Linked DNA regions of Mus musculus: regions 1, 3 and 4 are each linked to region 2. A link is a contact called in public HiCAR-type, Micro-C and promoter capture Hi-C data. All regions are on one chromosome and are shown on one strand. Each heading gives the region's core, a stretch centred on a gene start, on an enhancer-like site or on the middle of the called end of the contact. The rest is flanking DNA. Distances are from core to core; before and after follow the strand shown. Region 1 holds the start of Nsun2 (NOL1/NOP2/Sun domain family member 2). Region 2 holds the start of Ice1 (interactor of little elongation complex ELL subunit 1). Region 3 holds the start of A930018O16Rik. Region 4 holds the start of Irx1 (Iroquois homeobox 1).

The links. A called contact is a pair of places that touch in the nucleus more often than the background predicts. HiCAR-type assays count read pairs that join an accessible place to other places. Capture Hi-C pulls out chosen DNA fragments and counts their contacts.
Region 1: a promoter capture Hi-C map of liver shows a contact between it and region 2, with 3 times the contacts expected there. The contact joins the promoter of Nsun2 here to the promoter of Ice1 in region 2. A contact is called at or near these places in 6 of 39 promoter capture datasets (the C10 cell line, embryonic stem cells, hippocampal neurons and 3 more), 19 of 484 Hi-C or Micro-C datasets (CD4 T cells, CD8 T cells, LSK cells and 11 more), 11 of 115 datasets of contacts at active chromatin or transcription factors (the 230-238 cell line, Th17 cells, astrocytes and 7 more) and 3 of 9 other capture datasets (adipose tissue, liver and macrophages).
Region 3: a Micro-C map of embryonic stem cells shows a contact between it and region 2, with 8 times the contacts expected there. The contact joins the promoter of A930018O16Rik here to the promoter of Ice1 in region 2. A contact is called at or near these places in 7 of 39 promoter capture datasets (the C10 cell line, cranial neural crest, hematopoietic stem and progenitor cells and 4 more), 9 of 484 Hi-C or Micro-C datasets (CD4 T cells, CD8 T cells, Th1 cells and 5 more), 7 of 115 datasets of contacts at active chromatin or transcription factors (astrocytes, embryonic stem cells, large pre-B cells and 3 more) and 2 of 9 other capture datasets (adipose tissue and liver).
Region 4: a HiCAR-type map of astrocytes shows a contact between it and region 2, with 3 times the contacts expected there. The contact joins the promoter of Irx1 here to the promoter of Ice1 in region 2. A contact is called at or near these places in 2 of 484 Hi-C or Micro-C datasets (B cells and embryonic stem cells), 3 of 115 datasets of contacts at active chromatin or transcription factors (astrocytes, large pre-B cells and stem cell-derived neural progenitor cells) and 1 of 9 other capture datasets (embryonic stem cells).

What each region holds. Positions count from the first base shown.
Region 1 is chr13:69,608,835-69,614,733 of GRCm38.p6, forward strand. Nsun2 (NOL1/NOP2/Sun domain family member 2) reads left to right here and starts at 3,182. Exons shown (of 19, transcript NM_145354.5): 1 at 3,182-3,354; 2 at 3,467-3,624; 3 at 4,104-4,208. The coding sequence starts at 3,259. It overlaps Srd5a1 (steroid 5 alpha-reductase 1), which reads right to left and starts at 2,629. Exons shown (of 5, transcript NM_175283.3): 1 at 2,133-2,629. The coding sequence starts at 2,413.
Region 2 is chr13:70,634,780-70,640,646 of GRCm38.p6, forward strand. It overlaps Ice1 (interactor of little elongation complex ELL subunit 1), which reads right to left and starts at 2,855. Exons shown (of 19, transcript NM_144837.3): 1 at 2,738-2,855. The coding sequence starts at 2,818.
Region 3 is chr13:69,531,423-69,536,610 of GRCm38.p6, forward strand. It overlaps A930018O16Rik, which reads left to right and starts at 2,893. Exons shown (of 1, transcript XM_011244606.3): 1 at 2,893-4,029. The coding sequence starts at 2,893. The coding sequence ends at 3,774. Tent4a (terminal nucleotidyltransferase 4A) reads right to left here and starts at 2,442. Exons shown (of 13, transcript NM_198600.2): 1 at 2,066-2,442.
Region 4 is chr13:71,961,743-71,967,257 of GRCm38.p6, forward strand. Irx1 (Iroquois homeobox 1) reads right to left here and starts at 1,981. Exons shown (of 4, transcript NM_010573.2): 1 at 1,471-1,981. The coding sequence starts at 1,746.

The sequences.
Region 1 (5,899 bases), core at 1,932-4,431, 1.0 Mb before region 2:
CATCAAAGACGGAAAAGGTGACAGCTGTTCAAATAAGAATCACTTTCGTCAAGTACTAATGACAGATAAAGCCAATGAGCAGTCAGAGAGGCTTGCACGTATGTGTTCCTGACAAGACTTATCTCTCCCCAGACTCTGCCAGCATCAGAACCTTGAGCGATGGTCACCACAACCTCACACCAAAAATAACTTCTGCAAGGATGTCTGTTTAACCTTAAGACTGTCGACCCTATCCCCACTCCTCGTAACTCTTTAGGCCAAGTTATTAGCTTCAAAATACTGTATGTAATCCATAGGCTGCTTTTGATAATCTTTTTGGCTGTACAATCGAATACGGCACATACGTTCTCATTCCAATAGTCTGTGAGTCCCCTCCCTTCTCTCAGTGCTAGGGACAGAGTGCCTCCCTTCTCAGAGCCTTCACTGCACATCTTAAGGGATTGGTCTGCCACTGTGCTACGTTCTCAGTCCAAAGGGAATCTCCAGAATTTGTAATTTAGACTTACATACCTCTAGCACTTTGCCTTGCAGGACCTGCTTTTATCCATTGCAGACACACACAGACACAAATTCTGGTGTTCTTAAGGAGATACTTCTGTGAACAGGAGTTCAGTGGATATTCAGACAGCAGTAAGGTCCCAGCCTTTCTTAAGAATAAACCAAGCAATTTGATAACAGCTTTATTTCATAGGCCATATCTTTTTTGTACTTGTGTGTGTCTGTGTGTGAGAGAGAGGAAGGAAAAGAGGGGCAGAGGGAGGGAGGGAGGGATGGAGGAAGGGAGGGACGGAGAGAGATGCGCGTATGCCACAGAAGAGATGCATATATGTGGGTCAGAAGACACCTTCGGCTGTCGGTATTTACCTTCTACCTGTTGTTCGCTGCTGTGTATACCACCATCTTACCTAGCTCCTGGGCCCTAGGGGTTCTCTCATCTCTGCATTCATTTCCCTACAGGGTCACTGGTATTGCAGAATCTTGTGTGGGATGCAAACTCAAGTCCTTGGGCTTGAACGGCTATGCACCTGCTGAGCCATCTCCTCAGCTTCTGGAATACTCTATCAACAATTTGGGTTACACAGAACTCAGTCTTCCTTGTATGTTGATTGTGCCCTCATATAAAGGGCCTGCATTAATACTGACAAGAAATCAGTCAAAAATCAACTCCCCAGCCCTGCATGGTGGCGGTGCACATCTTTAATCCCAGCACTCATGAGGCAAAGGCAGGTGGAACTCTGAAAGTTCAAGACCAGTCTGGTCTATAAAGTAAGTTCCAGGACAGCCAAGCTGTTACACAGAGAAACTCGGTCTTGAAAAAACAAACAAAACAAAACAAAACAGCAAAAGATCAATCAACTCATGTACCATAGTGGCCACAGTGGACTTTGGGCAATAGATCTAGAAACTCATTCTTTCTCCTCACTGGATTTAAGAAAGCAGAGGCTATTAACACAACAATGCATTCTCCCAGCCTCTCTGGGAAATGAATACTTTAGGATCAGAGAGGATAAGAGACTTTCCCATGTCCCAAATGTCACAGAACTCAACTTCCTTAGATATAGAGACATCCTTTTTTTTTTTTAATTGTGCACTTTTCAGAATCTAGATGAAAACATTTAAACGTTATTAATAAATGTTGGGTCAGTTAAAGATAAGACCTAGAGACAGTCCAGTCCAGTTTATTAGAAAACCCAAAGACTTGAGGCGGTCACTAAAACATTTTTCACATAACACCTCCTGGGAAAGATTCATACCATCTCACACAGAGAAAGCAAAACATCTCTGAAATTGCTCCAGTCCACATTCGGGGTCCACAGTGGTTCCAGAGTAGGTTGTTAGCAAGCTGAAGCTAGGTCACCTGGCTATGGGACAGGCTACCAGGGATAGATTCCCCAAGGGGGAAACAGTAGAAATGCAGCTTGGATGGCATCGCAGATACTCCTTAGGGCGGAGTCTGCAGATGGGCAGGGAAGAAATCCGGACCACTGTGCCACTATCCCTGACCAGACACGAACTTCCACCGCTTCTGTGCGGTCCTTTCTACCTCCCTTTCTAGACAATCCTTTGTATTTCGGAATTAAGTCTCTGAGCCGCGGGTCCTCGGGAGCAAGCGCAGGAGGGAAGACCATTACCTTTGCACGTAGTGGATCAGAAACATAGCTAGCAGGACGCGGTTAGGCAGGTTGCCCAGTCGGGCGGCTGCAGGACGGATGCACTCGTACAGCGGCCAGGCCATTGAAGGCAGCTCCTGTAGGAACCAGGCAGGTCGCGCGGGCACTCGGCGGCCGGACCACTGCGAGGAGTAGCGGCCGTAGGAAGAGCCCACCATCTGGAGCCCCACGAAGGCCACGAAAGCCAGGAAACCCTCCAGGTAGACTAGCGCATCCAGTAGGCGCAACTCATCCAACTCCATAGCTGAGGTCGAGCAGCGTGCTCCATGCTCGGATGTCCAAGTGGAGCCACATATAAGCTCAGGAGGAGGGCGCAGAGCAGCCCACAAGGGCCAGCGCTCCAGCAGGGTGTACCTGCCCAGGGGAGGGGCGAGCCACCTGCTCGGGCGGAGACAGGAGCACAGGCTAGCACCACCAGAAGATACCCTCCCGCCCGTAATCCAAACGAGAGAACGATTGGGTAAAACCCCGCCCACACAGGGAGCCACGCCTCTTCGGGGGGAGGGCGCCTTAGTCTCGAGCCCCGCTCCTCAGAGCCCCGCCCGATCTTGGAGCGCTACACACATTGGCTGAGAGCTCCTTTGGCTCGCGAAAAGTTCTGCCGGAGCTCCGCCCCCTCAGCGCCACAGCGGAGCACCAGAGCCTCGCATCACCCACAAAGTCCCGCCTACACAGCAAAGACCCCGCCTCTTCGCTCGAAACAGACTCTCGCTCCGCCCCGCCTAACTTGCAACCACGCCCCTCCACAGTCTAACCCGGACAGCGACAGATCGGACAACACTCCATGACTCTCTGCGCACGCGCTACGATCAGGTCGTCCATGCAGGTGCCTGAGTCTCTGTGTAAGACGGGGAGATTCACGCTCAGTGGCGTTTAAGGTTGATTTGAGGAAACACGTTCTCTATAGGAATACCACCCTTTTTTTTGCGTGAGTTCTCGGCGGGAGCATGTTGTGTCTTTCAGGCATATTTTTTGACTGCCTCTGCTAGGACCCAGCCGCGGGGTCCTCGGGATGCAGCCGGAAGTGCAGCGTGCGTGCGGTTTGGTGGGTCGCTGTGTGCGCTCCGCGTGTGCAGCCGCGTGGGCCATGGGGCGGCGGGCGCGGGGCCGGCGGTTCCAGCAGCCGCCGCAGCCTGAGGGCGAGGAAGACGCCAGCGACGGCGGCAGAAAGCGAGGCCAGGCGGTAGGCGCGGGGACGAGAGGGGTGTCTGGTGGGCTCGCGCGTGCGGAGCTTGCTCGTGGGCCGGGTTCGCGGGTGTCGGTCGGAGCTTGCTCACCTGTCGCTTTCCTGGCAGGGCTGGGAAGGTGGCTATCCCGAGATCGTAAAGGAGAACAAGCTCTTCGAGCACTACTATCAGGAACTCAAGATCGTGCCAGAGGGAGAATGGGACCAATTCATGGAGTCACTCCGAGAACCTCTCCCAGCCACACTGAGAATCACTGGGTACAAAAGGTACGTTTGCTGTGTCTTTTCTGAGGTGTGGACTTGGGGGCTGTAGTGCACAGGAACGTCCTCGGTGGGACATTAGAATATGAATAGAAAACGCGACCCGGGAAAGACTTGGGTCCTATGGGGGACCATCAGAGCAGCAGGAATCTTTGCCTCTCTTGCACGTCAAAGTACGTTGTCCGCAAGACTCGTGGCAATTAAAAACTGAAGCTGTGACAAAATGCAGTATTGCTTTTACCTTATTTGTAAGGTGTGTCCAACAGAACAGTGAACTGGAGGGAGTTAGAAAATTGATGGTGTTGCTTTCTTAGATGTTAACAGGGCCTAGGTGTTAAAAAGTCTGCACACCCCGGAGCGCTTATGGAACGTCTTCTCAGAACTGGTTTTACGTTTAAAACACTTGGCAATCTTAAAGCTATTAAATCTTACCAACTCACCTTCTTAGATGACTGTGAAACTTGCTTTTTTTTTTTTTTCCATAGCCATGCCAAAGAGATTCTCCATTGCTTGAAGAACAAGTACTTTAAGGAGTTGGAGGACCTGGAAGTAGATGGACAGAAAGTTGAAGTTCCACAACCACTAAGCTGGTGGGTACAGAATGCTTCCTCGTGCTGGGTGTTTCTTAGGTCCCCAACCCCCTTTAATGCACTTCTCAGCTCTAAAGTCACTGTCGGCTTAAAGAGCTTGGTTGTACTTTCCTTTTTTTTTCTTCTTATAAAGATTTACGTGTTTATTATATATAAGTACACTGTATTCAGACACACCAGAAGGCATTACAGGACTCATTACAGATGGTTGTGAGCCACCATGTGGTTGCTGGGAAGGACCTCTGGGAGGGAGAGAGCAGACAGTACTCTTAACTGCTGAGCCGTGTACCTAGTCCCTGGATGTATTTTTCAAGCATCTGTTTGTCTGTTTTCCGAGACAGGATTTCTGGGTGTTCTGAAACCTGTAGACAAGGTTAGTCTCAAACTCAGATCCACCTGCCTCTGCTGGGTGGATTAAATCCATGTACCAGCATCATCTGCCTTATTAGATTTATGTATGTATGTATACGAGTGCAGGGAGGCTGTCTTCAGGCACATCAGAAGAGGGCACTGGATCCCATTACCATGTGGTTGCTGAGAATTCAACGCAGGACCTCTGGTCTGGAAGAGCAGCCAGTGCTCTTAACCACTGAGACGTCTCCCCAGCCCCCATCATCTGCCTCTTTTCAAGCATCTTAATGTTCTTTCCTGTAGTGCTTTTATTAACATGAGGTTGGGGTACACATGTTCATCAGTGACTCGCAGTTAATTGAGTTAATGAGTTTGGTTAATTGGTCTTGGGTCCAGCTTCCTCCTTGATGTTCCTGAGTTGCTTCTTGAACTTCTTTTTACAATGACCAGTTTTCCACATCCTAGTTTCCGAGTAGAAGGGAAGACAAGCTCTGCTTGCCAGTCTCATCACAGGTTGCTATGGCTTGTGTGCCAGTGTTTCCCAGCGCAGCCTGCCTGTAGGCTCACATTCAGTCAGGCTTCCCCTGTATCCAGCAGCCAGGCACTCCTGCTCCCATGACAGCCCTTTTATTACCTGTGATCCCTGGCTCTGAAGGTGTAGGATTTCATATTTAATACCTGAAATGCTCAGTAACAGCTCAGATGCTCCACACCCTGAGTGAACTTAAGGAAACTTTTAATTATGGTTTCATATTTAAGATTTTTAGGTAAAATTTTCACAAAAGAAAAATATTTTAAGCAGTTTCTATATAAAGGTGAATTTAGTGAGTCTTTTCTGATAACTATGGGTTTTAATTTTTTTTTTAATGATTTTTCATTTTGAGGCAGGGTCTTATTTAATCATGGCTGGTCTGGAAGTTTCTATGTCGAACAGGCTGAACTTCAAACTCAGAGAGACAATCCCCTCTTCTTTTGAGATTGAAGGCCTATGCTACCATGTCTGCATTTTGGCTATTGGTATATTGATGTTGTCTTTTGTTTTTAGGTAATCTTTTGTGTTTTTTTTTAATCATGGAATATCGCTTGCCATTTTTCACTGGCTATTTGGGTTTTCAATATCCTTCCTTACCATGTTAAGCACAGCAGGTCCGTTTAAATGAGTCCTGGATGTCAGACACTAAAATCAGTGTGCAGAAGATTTCTCCAATATCTCACTAGGACTCCAGACTGGTGGCGTCGATGGAATTGCCTCTGGTGAAGCAGGGTTAATATTTCAGTTGTTTTTAATTGTCTGATACATCAAAGAGTGCTGTGTGTAACATCCACAGAAAATTTCTTTT
Region 2 (5,867 bases), core at 1,605-4,104:
ACAGAAGCTAAAGGCTGTCAGAGTTCAAGTGACTGAAAATACTACCTAACCCCTCCACCAGAAAAAGATTCTTATTATGAACTCCAAGCCCACAGAAACCTAAAACTGGCTTCCAGTCCCTTGGAAGTACATTAGGACATTCCAAATATATTTCACAAATATCTGAAAAATAGCTAAACCACCCCAGTCTAAGGTTTTAAAGCCCAGATTTCCAACAATCTTTCCACCTCAGCTTCCTTTCCTTCTTCCACCACACTTCATGTGGGTACTCAAGGGCTGAAACCCTGGAATCCTCCACATCCTGGACCTGAGAACCATTCAATCACTTCACCCGGCTCTGCTTCTTACACCCAGGGCTTTTCCTGCTATCATTCTGTCCCCTAGAGCTTTGACGAACTCCTCCCTTAATACTCACTAGATCACTTTAGTGAGATAATTTGCCTTTTATCAAACACAGCTCCCATTCGTCGATTCATCTTGTGCCTTCCACCTGTGACTTTTAAGCTTTTCTACATACTTTGCTTTGGTTACATTAATAGAGAAAAGCTTCCATCTCTCAACATACAGGATATAAGCACAGAGCCTCCTAGGATGTTCTACCATCTTGCCAGACTCACTTTGCAAATTAAATACAGAGCTCAAGCTAGCTCTGAAACACTACTGCCTGGAAAGCCTTTTCAGAAGCAACCCTCCTCTTGGTGGGAGCACAGCCCTGGGGCTCTTTTACTCTTGTCTGTGGCTGCTTTCACACCTCAGTGGCAAGTGAGCAGGTGTGAACAACTTCCCAAAGCACAGTTATTTATGATCTTGCCTCTTAAGGGAGAAGGTTTACAGACCAGGCCTATACAGAGCTAAAGGAACCTCTCCTTTATTCCCTGCTCCCCAAAGTGTGACCTGGAGGGAGGGAACAAAGGTGTCCTTGGGAAGCAAAAGCAGCAGCTTCCAGGCCAAAATAAAGACAGGCGGTGGGAACAAGAGACCCAGCAAACGGACTGGATGCAGGCTGTCAAAGAAGGAAGGCACCAGGATAGCCACCAGTTTCTGGCCTAAGCAACCTAAAGAAATCAATGGCACTGCTCACTCAACAGGACAGGGACTCCTGGTGAGCAGTGTGTGAATGCAGCTCTCCAGAGGGCTAAGAAGAATGGGTCACACAGCTGTCTGTTCAAATACCTGCAATGATTCACCACCACCTCATCCAGAGAAGCCCAAGCTCATACAACGGTGTGGGTGTATGAGAACCACACAACCAGGGCTCTTCTGGCTCTTCTGACCTCTGCAAATCCTAAATCTTCAGTCTGCTGTGGCCTCACCGGTCTTCTCAAGCACACCAGGAAAGCAACTACCCCAGGCCTTGAGGCATCCACTAGGATGTCGGGCTTCAAAGAAATCAACCGAACTCGCTCTCCTATAACCTTGTTCAAATACGATTTTTCCAAAGACCAGAAAATCTCAGCAGCCAAAAGCCTGGTCCTTACCCACTCTCCCCTCCTACTTTTGCCTGTTTGTTACCAATATGTTGCTTCTAATGTAACTTTCCTCTTCTCTTTGCGTACATTGTTATAAACTAGCAGGGGATCAAAAAATTTGAGTAAATAGGCTCAAAACACAAATATGGTCCATTAAAGAAGCGTTCCATTCAGAATCTTTTAAGGGAGGGGAGGGTTATAAGATGCCTACACGATGTGGCCTAGCTACAACATGGCTTGACTCTCCATCTTCTCTATGAGAGTGCCAAACCATTTCCTATTCTCCAAGCAACTAGAACATACGAATCGGCGCAGAGACATTGCACTTTACAATAAAAAGCAAACTTCCACAGATAGCTAGCTAGTCTGCATCCCTTATCTCGTCTCACCAACCCCGAGGCTGCCACAGGCTTTGCTCATCAAACATCAAGAAACCGTCCCACTTGTTAAAACCGATCTCCAGAGCTACTTTTCAACATTCACAACTCCCACTGCCTCAACACCACCTCACCAGAACCCCCTGACATCTTCCATTATTTCCTTCCCAACATCTAAAATCCTGTCGAGTCGTACTTGCGCACGTTCATCTTATCCGTGTCCAGGTGGTTTACCAGAATATGAACAGTGCTTAGAACACTGGGTAGAAAGGGGATGAACTGAACGGGAGCAAGGGCAAGTTCCGTTTTGCCACTGACAATAGGTGAATGGAACTCTAAGACAGAAAGCTGTGCGAGTCTCCAGCCCTGAGCACTGGGGACTATTTCTATTGCATCAGTAAAACCTAGAACCCATCTGCAGCGATCCATTGTTAAGAACAGGACATGACACTGTAACAAACTACCTAGACCCACGTATGTTTATTGGACAATTTTAATCAGACAACTAACATGCTACTTAACAAAAGCTAAGCTTGGCAGTATATTAATAGATACGTGTAAGCTAAAATGCAGTTCCGTTCCGGAATCTTGGAAGTCTAGCGACCTGGGCACGCAACATAAAACCCTTGCCTTCAAACAACAAATAATTAGGAGTGCGAGGAGGCCTTCATCACAGAGAGGAAGATTCCCTCCGCGCGTAGACAGCGTCACCCACCAACCAAACTGGGCCCTGCAAACCCTGAGTCGGGAAGACGAGGAGTCCTGAAGAGCACGCTCACTCTGTCCGCCGCCGGCATCGCAGCAGCTGAACCAATTCTGTCCGTGATTAAACAAAGCACCGGCACCCGCCCCCAAAACGGCGCAAAAGGGTCAGCCAGGGATCCTGCGTACCTGCTGCAGGGAGGCGCAGCCCTGACACCGCGCGAGGTCGGCTGGCCCGGGCGCCGCCGGGTGCGTCTCGCCGGGCATCATGGTGCTGCGGCCCGGCCTGCAGGGCGCGCGCTCAGGGGCCCGCTGCCTCGGCCCTGCTCCGCCGCCCCAGCCACCGCCAGCCTGGCCGCTTCCCGCCGGGCGCGGGCAGGTCCATGCGTGCGCCAAGGTCCCCGTGGAGCCGGCCTAGGGCTCAGACCAGCGAAGCAGCCCAGGGCACTTGAGAGCGGCGCAGCCCCGAGGGCCCAAAGCGACGACAGCACACGAGGTCCCCGCCCCACCCAGCCCCGCCCCCCGTCGGGGCTGCCCGCAGATCCGCCTGATCAAAAAGCCAGAACGAAGCGTGGTCGTACAAAAAGCAAAGCCTTAGGACACATCTTGGAAGAGATGAACAAGAGCCAGGGCCTGCCTTCACGAACTGTCTGTGCATCTGTCAGCTGCCTCATTACAGGCCCTGTGTAGACGCCTAAATCCCTTCAGCCTCCAAGGGGCGGGGGTTTTGCGATGTCATTGGCATGCCGACCACCGAAGGAGGACCCGAGCCTGGGTTTGGAAAGTGCGAACGCTTCTTGCAGAGCTACTGCACTATTCTCCCAGTAGACAGGCAGGGAGCGGAAGAAAAACTACAATTCCCGGAGTGCCTCGCAGCGGCAGGGTGAGCACCGCCTGGAGGCCAACCTCTAGGGCTCCATGCTCTGCTACTAACGTGTGGGGTGTGTCTGCACGCAGCCAACCAGACAAACCCCTTCGAGCCGGTTTCCCAGTCATCTTCACCCTTAGGCTGGAGAGGTGGAAAGAAGAAATCCTCATTCAGCTTTAAAAGCCACTTGAAATCAGGGCTTGAACTCTCGCTGACATCCTAGCATTGTATCCACTCTCCTCAGAAACTTTGTTGCCATCAGTATCTGTCTACTAGGAAGTTTCTGGCGGCTCCTCATCTTCTGGTTACAAAGTCCCAATCTCAACAACAGTGTTGCATTTATTAGTGAGGGTTCTCTAGAGTCACAGAACTTATGGGTAGACTCTATATAGTAAGGGAATTTATTGATGACTTATACTCTGTAGTCCAACTCGCCAACAATGGTCAGCAGCAGCTGTGAATGGAAGTCCAACGATCTAGCAGTTGCTCAGTTCCACAGGGCAAGCAGGCAAAGAAGAGAGAGCCTATCTTTCTTCATCTAATGTCCTTATGTAGGTCTCTAGCAGAAGATACGGCCCAAATTAAAGGTGTGTGTCACCATGCCTGGATCTGGGACTTGCTTTGTCCCAGATGACCTTGAACTCAGAGAGCTTCCAATCTTAATCTCTTGGGATTCATAGCCAGTATATGCCTCAAGATCTCCACGATAGGGGCTGGTCAGATGGCTCAGCGGGTAAGAGCACCTGACTGCTCTTCCGAAGGTCCAGAGTTCAAATCCCAGCAACCACATGGTGGCTCACAACCATCCGTAACAAGATCTGACTCCCTCTTCTGGTGTGTCTGAAGACAGCTACAGTGTACTTACATATAATAATAAATAAATCTTAAAAAAAAAATCTCCACGATAAGATCCAGGTCAGAAACTTGTATCTCCCAGCCACCAGATTAGGATCACAGGTGAGCCTTCCAATTCTGGATTGTAGTTCATTCCAGATATAGTCAAGTTGACAACCAGGAATAGCCACTATAATTTATTAAGAGGGCATCCAGACCCTGCACATCTGTCCTAAGCCTCGGGATGGAAAATGCAACTCAAAACCCTCACACCCTGTTCTGTCTTCAAGCTATCTTCTTTGACGTTGAAAGACCATATAGATACCCAGAAATAGCTGAATGCCTTGTCATTGCTATTTGCACCCAAGCAAGACAGGCCCATAACCTGACAGTCTGTGTAGAAGGTCCAGGTTTCCTCAGAGGCTGGCGAACAGAATGTGTAAGGTTACAAGAAGAACATGGGTTTTGGTTGGGTCAGAGTCAATCCCCAACTAACAAGCTAGGTCTGGCCACCCAACCTCAACAGGCCAATTAAAGGGCATACTTTATAGTTAAAAGCAGAAAAAGATATCTCCAAAGTGGTCACATTAGGAAGAAGAAAGATCCAGTAATTAAAAAAAAAAAGATTTCCCCAACCTCAGCCCTGATCCAAAGCCCATCTTCAGAATCCTGACCTGGGTTTAGGTTTAAGTAGAGAGCAGGAAGTATGCATGGGTAGTCACGGTAGCTGTGGTCCTTCCTATCATAAACCCACTATTGTGTCTGCTCTAGCTTCTGCTGAAAGGCTATCTGACAAGCTGCCAAAACGGTGAGAAAAATCTTTGTCTAGATACAGGCTTCCGTTCTGGTTGGCTTTTGGCTTCAGCCATTTCCTTCTTCCAACATGGGATTCCTGTGGATACAAGGATCAATGGTCTTACAGTGGGGTTGAGAGCCAGGACACTGGTTCCTCTCTAGAATGCTCTTGTGCTCTCTCTCTCTCTCTCTCTCTCTCTCTCTCTCTCTCTCTCTCTCTCTCTGTCTCTGTGTGTGAGTGTGTGTGTGTGTGTCTGTGTCTGTGTTTGTCTGTCTGTCGGTCTGTCTGTCTTTCTCTTTTCCTGGGACAGTTAGAGAAGGGCAAAAGGGTAGATGCATGAGAGAACAGTGTGCCATGTGAAGCACACCAAACCATCCAGTTGAGCCTCCTACAAGCCACAGGACATAGGTCCAATCACCAAGTTGCTTGTGATGTTGTAACCAGGGTGATGGAGGTTGACCCTCACAATTGTTCAATTCTTACTTCTGATCCCTACAGATTTATCTTCATAGTAATTTTATTGCCCAGCTGGTTGGGTTTATTTTTATTTATTTATTGTTAATGCATATTGCCTTAGCCGAGAAGAAACCCTCATCTTCTCACTCTAGTACATTCTGGCAAAACCCCAGCAATGCATTGCAGAGGCCTGCAAAGCTGGGTGCTACCCTTCTGCCACAGCACACTTCCTATGCTTGTCTCTTTTCTGAAATGCTCTGCCTGCTACCTAGCTGTGTGGAAGTCCCACTTGGCCTTCTAGACTCCCCATTTTATTCCTGCAATTCTGAGTTAACACCCTCTTCCTTTTTTGCTTCTTAGTTTCA
Region 3 (5,188 bases), core at 1,643-4,142, 1.1 Mb before region 2:
GCACAAGACTAGCTTCAGACAGGTCCTTTTTTTGCCATCCAAGATCAGCTCACGTGAGAGCAACCAGCAATAGTTGGAGCCACCTTTACTGTTAACATATAGGGCTCAGCTCTACTGGTGCCCGTTCACTAATTCCTTCCCACCCCCTCGAGAGGTCAGTCACAGTAGGAAACAGACAAGGTACCCTCTCAGGAGGCACTCTCTCACGCACACATGCCAAGCCAGTTAGCAAGCTCCTCCTCCAGGAGTCACCATTCAACACATGCCACCTAGACAGAAAAGGAAGAGTCACCAGGCAGCATCCAACGCTAAACTCTAGCTGGGTTTTGAACCCTAAAGTGAGCAAGTGGGGCTCTGAGGCAGGGCTCAGGCAAGAAGAGTGGCAGAGCCCAAGCACCACCGAGTCAGGCCTTCATCTCTCTTGGGTGGGTGGGGGAAGTAATGGAGGCTCTCGTGAAAGTTGGGGGCTGGTAGAACCTCATCCCACTGACCCTGCTGACCAAGGACACAGGCTAGGCCACAGTGCACAGAAGACCCCAGTCTTGGACTGCCTGAGCATCCTCCTCCAGAGAGTGGTTACAATGTGCTTGACATAGGAAGAGAGACCCAGACTTGGGGGACAGCGGCTAATCAAGAACTACAGACTTGGGAGTAGGGTGACAGGAGCCAAGTATGAATACCCAGGTGGCAATGTTCATCTGTACCAGGAAGGGAGGGTATTTAAAGAAGGGACCATGCTTGTGGGATCAATAGAAATACATGCCACCCATGCCAACTGCACCCATGCTAGACTCTAAAAGCACACCTAGCCCACAGAGGCACACATACTAACAAAACGCCACAGAAGAACACACAGAGGCTGACCAGCTTTACAGACCACCAGAGAGACCACATCAAGGGACACAACTCTCACCGAGGGGCAGATCATGCTGCTGATGCCTAAGTACCCAAGTGGAACTCTGTCAGAGGCTAGGATCCGTCTCCCGGCAGACACCATGTCCATTACAGTTATGTAACAATCCAGAAACCTCCCGTAGGTCCACGGCCACACCTGTCTCACAAAGTTCTACAAGCAAGCACTGCGGGGGAACTGGCAGAAGAAACCAGGCTCCTCCTGGATTTGTAGTGCATGCTGGAGAATCCCGACCCAAAGATCCAAGGCAGGTGAAACAAGTTGCAGAGGGGACAACTGTTTCTATGTAACACCCCCAACCCCTTAAAGAGTATCCGTGTTCCCCACAGACCTCAAACCGCAAACAGCCCCCTAAGAAGTTACCTCAAAGGAGTCCCAGGGCCTAGCAACCACCCGGGTGGACTTGAACTGGGGATGTCGCTCCCTGGAGTGAGGGGGAGGGGGGGAGGTTAGACGCCCTTTAAGAGCGGCAGGAACTGAGGCAAATCAAGCTCACCAGTCTTGAGACTACACAACCACTATTTTGTTTCTAGATGTTCAGAAATTCAACCAATAGGTTGAATGAAGAGCTTCATACTAGAAAAGTCTCACCTGGGGCAATTCCAGACCAACACCCCCACCTTGCTGTCATTGGGGACATTAAACCGCTAAGGTCCTCTGAGCCTTATGGAAAAATTTTTAAATGAAAACACCTTCCTGTGAGTTCACAGGAAAAAAACCTGAGTACTATTAGGTGGTTTTCAGAAACCCCAGGTGACGGTCTTTCTGTGAACGTCTGCCCAAAATTAAAACGTACGAGGTAACCTCAACACACACAAGACTCCACTTCTAAACCTCACTTGATGGCTAAACTGCACCAATACCAAAAACCTACTGTCTCAAAAAAAGGGAACAAAAATTTTTTACATTCAACCTCACTACACTAAGATACAGGATTTAGCCTACAGGAAAGAACACGCGTAAACGCTTCCCACTCTGACAGCCAGCCCTTGCTTCCCTGCCCTGGAGCAGAGGAAAGAAAGGAACCACTTTCTAGTCTAGCCCTAGGCCTCCATCCCGAACTGTCAATCCCCCCTGCCTGGTGGATCTCGATCCAACGGAGTTTTTAAAGTGCCCGCGCCGCTGGCAGCCCCGCGGCTCGGGCGCACTCACCCCTGGATGCCCGGGCTGTACGCGCGGCTCTTCCACGGCGTGCCGGGCCGCGCCGCCTGGGCCCCGGGGCCGCCCCCTCCGCTCAGCGTGGCCGCGCGGCTGCCCGACAGCAGGTAGTTGAGGCCATACGTGCTGGCCTTGTTCTCGCGTTTCCGCCGACCCGGGTGGAACTGGTGCTGCGGCGGCGAGCCGGCGGGCGTGGAGCCGCGTGGGCCCGGGTGTGCGTGGGCAGCACCGTCGGCGAAGCTGAAGAAGGTGCGGCCGCTGCCGGCGCGGCCGAGCGAGGTGCTGCTGGAGGACGACGACGAGCAGCCGGGACTCTCGGTGCCCGACTCGGCGTTGGACGACGACGAGGACGACGACGACGACAGCGACGGGGACTTGTGCAAGCGTCTTGCGCTGTCCGCCGCGGGCCCTAGCGCGGTAAGCAGCGCCGGGGGCAGCGCGGCGGGGCCGGGCGCCGGCGGCGGGGACGAGGCGGCGGGCGCCGGCCCCGGGCCTCCTGCTGCTGGTGCTGCGCGCCCCGCCGCCCCGGGCGCGGCCGCCGTGTCCAGCGCCGGCGAGTTGAGGCAGAAGTAGGACGCGAAGCCGGAGCCGCCACGGCCCACGCCCTGCGAGGTCTCCCAGATCTGCATCCACAGGGCATTGGCCGGCCCCTTCTGCTCCGGCTGGATCCAGGCCACGCGCGGATCCATCCACGCGCCGCCCCCGCGGGGCCCGCGTCGCCCGCCGCGCCCCGCCCCCGCCGCGCCCCGCCCCGCCGCGCCCCGGGCCGGCCGCGCGGACGGACGGACGGACGGGCCTGGGCCGCGCTCCGGTGCGCGCGGATGGGCGCGGGCGGCGCTCGGTGGGGCGCGCGGCGCAGCTGCGGTCCCGGTGGCTCAGGCGGCGCGGGGAGGGCGAGGGGGCCGCGGCGGCGGCGGCGTAGCGTGCGGGCGGCAGGGAGAGGCCATCGAAGGGGCGGTGACCGGCCGAGGGGGCGGGCCCAGAGCGTCGGGCCGTCAGTCAGTCACGGCGCTCCTGCGGCGCGGCGGCGGAAAGACGCCCTCGGCGGCGGCCGGGAACGGAGAGGGATGGGGGCCGCCGCCTCAGCTCCAATGAGGGGCGGGGAGGCGGCGCGGGGGCGGCGGCGCGGGGGCGCGGCCTCCCTCGCGGGCCGCGGCGCAGTGCGCACGCGCGGGGATTTCAAATCCTCACTAGACAGCGCCGCCTTGGTTACCGCGCTTGCGCACTGCGCGCTCCGGGCGGCGGCGGAGAGACAGTGGCGCGGGCGCATGCAGACCAGACAGACAGGGCGGGGCCGGAGGGGCGGGTGCGGGTCGGCGCTGGGCTGTGTGGGCCGCGCTGCGCGTGCGCAGACACGCCAGCGTGCCGGGTGGAAGTTTCCGCGCCGGCTGGTGTGCTGCGGTCGCGGACCGCCTGGGAAAACGAAACCGCTGCGACTGCACCGGGTCGAGCCCCCGCCCTCCCGCCTTCTCCTCGCGTGCTCTGTACGGTGGAGTGACTGGGCAGAGCCGGCCACGCGTGGCCCGTCGCTCGCAACGCGCTCCACCAAACGCGCCTGCTCTGGCATGCGCCGCGTGCGGGCGCCACGGCCCGTGAAGCCGGAAGCAGCTCTGGTGTCCTGTGCGTTTGGTGTGCGGGTCCAGCCCAGCGGGTGCCCGCTCTGCCTCTGCCGTCCTTGGGCCTCTGCATCCGGGCTCCGCTAATTTTGAGCATAAGAGAACTGCTTCCCTCGTGGTCTGTACCACCGTGGAGCAAACCTTACCAAGTACTTGGCCCTTCTCACACTGTACCAAGGTGGAAGTAAGGGCCAGGTAGCGTGCTTACTGCCTTCAGTCAGTAGCGTTAATGCGAATGAATGTTTTATCTCTGGCGTTTTCTGACCACCGGTGTATGTGGAGATCACAGCCAATGAGCAGAGCCTATGCTTTGTGTGTGGTCACGAGTGCCTGTAATTCCAGCGTTTGGGAGGCCAAGGCAGGACGATTGCAAACAGTACACGCAAGCCCTGAAGCCCTGTCCCAGAGTGTGTTGTGTTAAATACTACGGGAAAGAAAAACAGTTCTTGTTTGAACTCAATTTTTAATGGATCTGGGCAAAAGCGCAAAAGTCTTTGCCCTCCTCCGTCCCTCGTTCCTCTTGGCTCTGCTACTGTCCAAAGACAAATTCTTGCCTCTCTTCTCATTGGTCACCTCCGTCTTTGGTCTGTTTTTAAATTGTCTCCCAGGTGTTTTCCCCATATTCCTTCCTTTGCCCCCTTTAATTTTTAACCCACTCAGCCGGTGATCCCAGCGTCTGATATGTCCACGCATATATGCATACATATTTAAGTTGTTACTTTTAAGAAATCAGATCGTCTATCGCCTCAGAATGTTACTGGAGCTTACTCTCTCACTGATCAAAATGTAACAGCCTTGCTAACCTGCCAGACTCCACCTAGTCTTTCCCCATTTTCTCCAGGTTGTCCCAAAACCTCATACGCACCAGCAGCAAGTGTGAGGCACACTCCTGCCCCAGAGCTTTTACACTGGGTCTTACAGCTTCCCCATTTCTTTCCCTGATTTTACTGATTCGGGCACTCAGAAAGCAAGTTTGCTCCTCCACAGTTCTGGATGTCGGCAGCCATGATGTCTCAGAAGGTTTGTACAAGGAAAATTACCCTGCTTCCTGCTTTCCTCCAGGTGTCTATTATTCTTGGCATTCCTTGGCACTGCTTGTTCAGTCACATCACTAACCTGACTCCATCATTGCATGGCACTTTCACCATGTCTGCCTCTTTTCTTAGGACCCCTGGTATGTTGGATTGGGCACACACTAAGAAATGTCACCATAACCTGAGAACATCTGTGAATATCTGTTTCCTTACAAGGCTGTTCAGGCACCCATGAGAGGGGCTTCTGCACGTTTTGATTTCACCGACTATCCAATATATAGTTTTTCTGTGTTCCCTCTACTTTGTCAGAATGGCAGGCCCCCAAGGAGAGACAGGCTTGTTGTCCTCTTCTCTGCTGGACATCAGCTCTAGGACGGTGTAACACAGAAGGTAGGTCCTCCCACGAGTGTTAGTAGAATGGCCACGCACACTCAGTCCCCTTGCCAGCTTCCAGAGTCTGTCGTCTG
Region 4 (5,515 bases), core at 731-3,230, 1.3 Mb after region 2:
CCCTAAAAAAGTTACTAAAAGCTTATTTCTTTGGCTAATTAGTTTAGCGATCGAGGCCGCGCCTAAGAGGCTTCTTTGGCCCGAATTCGTTTGTGCCTCGCCATTGTAAAATGTACATTTCGTTTTTCAAGATTATTTTAGTTGTAATCGTAAAGTAGAAATTCGGCCTCGTCTCTGCTGGGAATTGTTTTTGAAAGGGCACCTTGTAAATCTCTCATCGCTCCCGGGGCATATTGGCTGTCCGAACAAAATGGGGGTTGATCTTCCTGGTTGGGAAGCATCCGAAAGGCAACTGGCTGGCCGGACCACTGAGAAATAGGCTTTCTTTCTAAACTACAAGAAAAGTTCGGAAAATCGCGCTAGCCGCTTTGCTTCTGCACAGTTGGAGGCCAACCTTTTAAAGGAGTCTGGTCTGGTCTGTTTTGCCAGAGACTGGATAATTCAGGGTTCTTGGAAATTGCTCTATCCAGAAGATAGCAGGGCAGCAGGGGGCTGCCTTCCAAAAACCAGTGCCCGCCTCGCAATTTGCTAGCGGCCTCAAGTTTAAGCAGCCCGACCTTTCCGTTAAACCAAGGAAAAGTGATCATTCGGAAGGACAGACAGGCCAATACTCCTGTGGAGAATTAAATTTAAACACACACCCCCATCTGACACCCACTGGGACAGGAGATCGGAGAGCACCATTTATTTTAAGCTCTGGGACACTGTTCCTTTAACTCTCCCTTATGTAACACGGGAAGAAAAGTGCTTTTCTTTCGGCTCAAATGAAAAGTTTGGCAACTTACGAAAGTAAAGGCAAACACCGTTTCGGAAGCCAGAATTTATGTCAACTTAGTATTTCTTAGCCCCGATTCCTATGGTCCCTACACACTCCATTAAGAGACCTCTCTGCTCTGCTGATGTCTATTGTTTGTTGGGATGTTTTTGATCGACTCCGCTAGGTTTAACCGGTTCCTTTTGGCAAAGTCTAGGGCAACTATCTCTGCTCTGCCAAAGAGGGAGAAGGAAGGTCTTCTGGGCCCAAGGGAAAGCTCTTGCGGCGCTCAGGCGAGGCCGGCCGCCAGGTTAGGGCAGTGTTAGTAAAGCGGCCCTGGCTGAGGGGGCCCGGCGGGCCTGCCCTGTCGCACTGGAGGAGCCTGGCGGTTTTGCCCGGGACCTCCAGAGCCTGCCGCGGTCTCAGGCCTTCTCTGGAGGCTTCTCTCCACTAGCGCGCAACCCGCTTTTCGACTCCGGTCTCCAACCTCCCAAGACCACAGTGGTCACTGCCTGGGCCTCTGGGCACTCCCGAGTCCCCAGGGAAAGAGGTCTCCGCCACCGGATTCCCTCTGCAGGACCCTTCTCGTTCCTTTCCCAGACACTGCCTGCGGATCCTCTGTTTCTCTGTTGGGCCAGCCGCTCCCGATGTCCCCAGGCGCGGTGATCTCCCGTGGGTGCGGGCCAGGAGGACGCGCGGGAGGCGGGAGCACTCACCATCTGCGAGAAGAGGCTGAGGTCCGCGGCATAGGGCAAGAAGGCGCTGTAGTTGGGTGCGCCCGCGTACGGTCCCGCCGCGGCATACATGCCTAGCACCGAGGTGACCGCGGCCGCTCCCGCGCCCGCTCCCAGCTCCGCAGTCCCGGGACGGCCCGACGAGGCGGCGGCCGCAGCAGCCGCGGCCGCAGCCAGCACCCCAGGGCGCTCTCCACCATAGGCGCCCGGGCCCGCGGCGCTTAGGTATTGCGGGTAGCCCAGCTGCGGGAAGGACATGTCCGCGGGCTCGGTGGTGGCGGAGGGCAACACTAACTGCGCGGGCAAGAAGACCGGCTGGCGATCCGAGGAGGCGCGACTCGGGGGCTGCGGGCCGCGGGCCGGGCGCGCTCCGGCCGGCCCGGGGGCGGGGGCCGCTCGCTGTTCCTCGGCCCAGTGCTCGCTGGCGGCGCCCGGCTCCCGGCTGCGCCCGTATCCGAGATCGCGCGCCGACTGCGGCGGCCGCCCTCCGCTCGGCGGCGGGGCTCTCAGACACAATTTGAAGTTGATGCTTTGATTGGCATCCCCTTGAGCACAGGCCCCGCCCCTGGCTCCCCTCCCGCCCCCTCCCTGCCTCCAGCCCGCCCTCGCTGGCCGCTCCCGCCCCTCACGGCGAGCACGTGGTGCCCCGCGCCCGCCGGGCCACCTCCTCCTCCGGTGGGCGCGCACGGCCCGTCTGCTGGTGTGGGTCCGGAGGCCGCAGGCTCCTTCCCAACCAGCCCCCGCGGCTTTTGACAACCTGTCGACACCGGTTTACAGCTGTCTGACACCCGGTTTTGCAACGGAGATCTGTTCCCCCATCCCCTTTTAACAAAAGCAACTCGGGGATTGCGTTTCTACAGCTGGGGTGGCAGGGAAAGAGGCCTGGGGCCAGGGGACAGTCTATAGCGAACAGCCTTTCCTCTGTGGCTGGCTCTGCAGCACCTCCATGGGACATATTTGGCTGAAGTGTTCAGATAAATCTACGCGTGGCTTGACACCTCGGATACAGGGTGCGTCGTCTCTCTGGCCCCACTTGGTATCAACAGATACTCTGGAAATTGCTGCCCCCCCCCCCTTGCACTTGGAGAATCGGGTTGTGGCCGGCCGCGCTCTGTCAGCTTCTCCAAATATAAAAACTTTTAAAATGGGCAAGCCAGCTGAGAGGTCGCTGCCTAGCGGAGGAGAGCTCCTAGAGGGTGGGGGAAAGAATTGTAGGAGGGGAAGGACCTTCGCAAGGTAAAAGAACTGGCAAATCTTGCCCACAGTCATCTACCACCCTCTTCCAGTTTGGGAGAAGCCTGAAAGGCCTGGGCTCCTGCGTTTGTCCACTAGGTGTGCAGACGCGGAGAGTCAACACGAGTGGAGCTCAGGTACCTGAGGTGGCGCTGCGACTAGCCAGTCCAACAGGACAGGACAGCCGCCAGTCCCCTGTCTTTGAGTCTCCCACGACACCCCCCCCCCCCATCCCCGCCCAATTCCTATCTCAAACGCTGGGAAAATAAGAACCAGGCAATTTGAAAGCCAGGGGCCTGGCTGCTCTGTTCTCAGGGCAGACTTGAAATGCTCATTCCTCTCTCCTCTCTCAATCAGTGCGGCTGACCAGAGAAAGATGCTTCTGCTCATGGTGCCCTAGATTGGTATTGGAAGTGCAGAACCAAAATGTCCAGAGACTCCTAGTGCCTCGTTTCTTGCTGCTGTCTATAATGTGGCAGAGGCTTGAGTGTGTCACATCACACGGTGCTGGTGGAGCTTCACCTTCAGGGTCTAATTTCAGACTCAGAGAATTAAGGGGTACAGTGACAGGTTTGACAGAGAGCCCCAACATGCATACTGGAATGCTGCTGTCCAGGGCCATTGGGACCCTGGACACCAGCTAAGGCACACTTGCTTGCCTGGTGTCTCCTGCAACATCAGGAAGTCCTCACTTATAGGTCTTGAAATCAGATACTAAACCTTGCCTGTAATTAGGCACAATACAGCTCTTAAAAGTAGTTACTAATTACTAGTGGGAAAATCAGGTAATCTTCATTTTCTCTGCTCTGGGTTGGATCTTCTCACTTAATCAGGCTGTTTCCTCCATCTGACCCTGCCTACTTCATGACCCCAACACCCCTTGGAATGTCAGGACCTGCTTTCCTGCTTGGATTTAGTCTGGAGGGTACCCCAAGGGAACCCCCAGAGTTCTAGCTTCTGAAGCTCCTAATTGTGACCTCTTCTTGGTTCCCAGCTATTCAGTCATCTTGTAACCAGAATCTTGGGACCCTTATCTTACATCCTCCAAACAAACAAACCACTGCAGGGAAGTTCTGGAGAAGAGCGGTCTGACCATTGTTCTGGCTCAGTGAACCCAGGACTCACTTCAGATGACAGGTAAATTCAGGAAAGATAAGCCCTGAGCTGTTACCTCAGAGAAGGAGGGAGGAAGTCAGTCCAAATACATCTCCCTACCAGTATGTAGTGGCAGAGGGGTTACCGCTTGTCATTACTCCCACAACTGTCTGCTTGAGTTGCAGGTGTTGGGCCTCCTGCCTTAGGTCTATTAGACTTATTTGGAAAGGGTTTGGGAAAGAATTGAGAATTGGGGACACTTTGTCCTCACACCCACTGGCCCACCATTGCTACTTCTCGCTCTATGTAGGTCTCCTGCACCAAAGACAGGAAATGGGTGGAAACTGCAAGATAATTCCAGAGGATCCAGCTGGGCAATTTTGGTAACTTCCCTTGAGGACTGGGTAGCAGCAAGGGTGTGGACTCAGTTGGGGAGGTGTGGGCAAGTTGGCTGTTCTTTGCCACACATCAGGGATGCAAGAAAGATACCTGAGCTTAAACCCAGTTCTGGAAGGTGCTAGCGGAGACTATGGGTCCTTCTCTCTTTCTCAGTGGCTCCTAACCCCAAGCTTGAACCTCTAGGGGTGGGGAGCAACAGGGAGGTGTAGAGAGCAATGTGAGGAACAAAGGAGAGTCATAAAATGACCCACAAACCTGCAGCTGGTGGGGATACCCTAGCAGAAGCAGAAACTCCTGTCTCTAACTGCTGAGAAGCAGCCCCTTTGCCCAATATTTAACATACAGTGAAAACTTGGGATCAAGATGTTGATGGCTCCTGTAATATGCCAGAAGAAGTGATCCAGGTCTGTCTGGAAACTCTATAGGAGTCTTGAGTTAACAACCTTGTGGGGGGGGGGGCACACTTCATTGCCAGTTTTGGACAGAGTGGAGCAATACAGAATAAGGAGTCCTCTGTGAAGGTCATGGAGTTTGCTTACCCACACCACCATAACCCATGGATCCCTCCACCAGGAATATCTTCTGAACCATAAGCAGCCTTCCCTGCATGGGGATAGTGAGAGACTCTGCCAAGAGAGTATTTCCTAGGAGTCAACCCAGGGACTGTCAAGGAAAAGCAAGCAGTAGAAATTCAGACCTAGGAATCTGTAAAAGGTGGGCCAAGCCTCTACCTAGTGGACTCCCTGGTCAGGTCTGGTAGCCCCAAAGCTGTGAAACAAGCACAAAGCTAAGGACTGCTGGGACTCTCTGGCAGGTCAACTGAACTTGGGCTCCACCCTTTTGAGGCAGAAGTGAATGTTTGTGGAACAAGGAGGAGAAGATGGGCACTCACTGGGGAAGAGGGAGTGAGGGTGGGAGCTCTTAAGGTTTACCCCAGGATCAAGTTGGTTTTTAAGGGGATCTTAAGGTATGACGGAAGCTTGTTCTTTGGGGACACTTTTCTACAGGAGAGAACGTTGGGTTTTAGTGCTGCCTTCCCAGAGTCTTATTGTTGGTGGGTAGTCTCTGCTTCCTCTCACTGCCCTTCTCACAGGGATTTAATTAGTTAAGGTTGCTATCAGTCAAGCTAGCTTACAATTTTGTTTCTTCAAAAATCACCACCCACTGATTGCCAGAGCATGCTGTGGGGGGGCACTGCCAGGGTCTGAAATTATTTTAGGAATATCTAGGTGGTGGCTTCATTATCAGAGCAGAAAAGCCCCTAGGGTGCAACTAAGGGGAATAGGTCTCTAGGGATGGG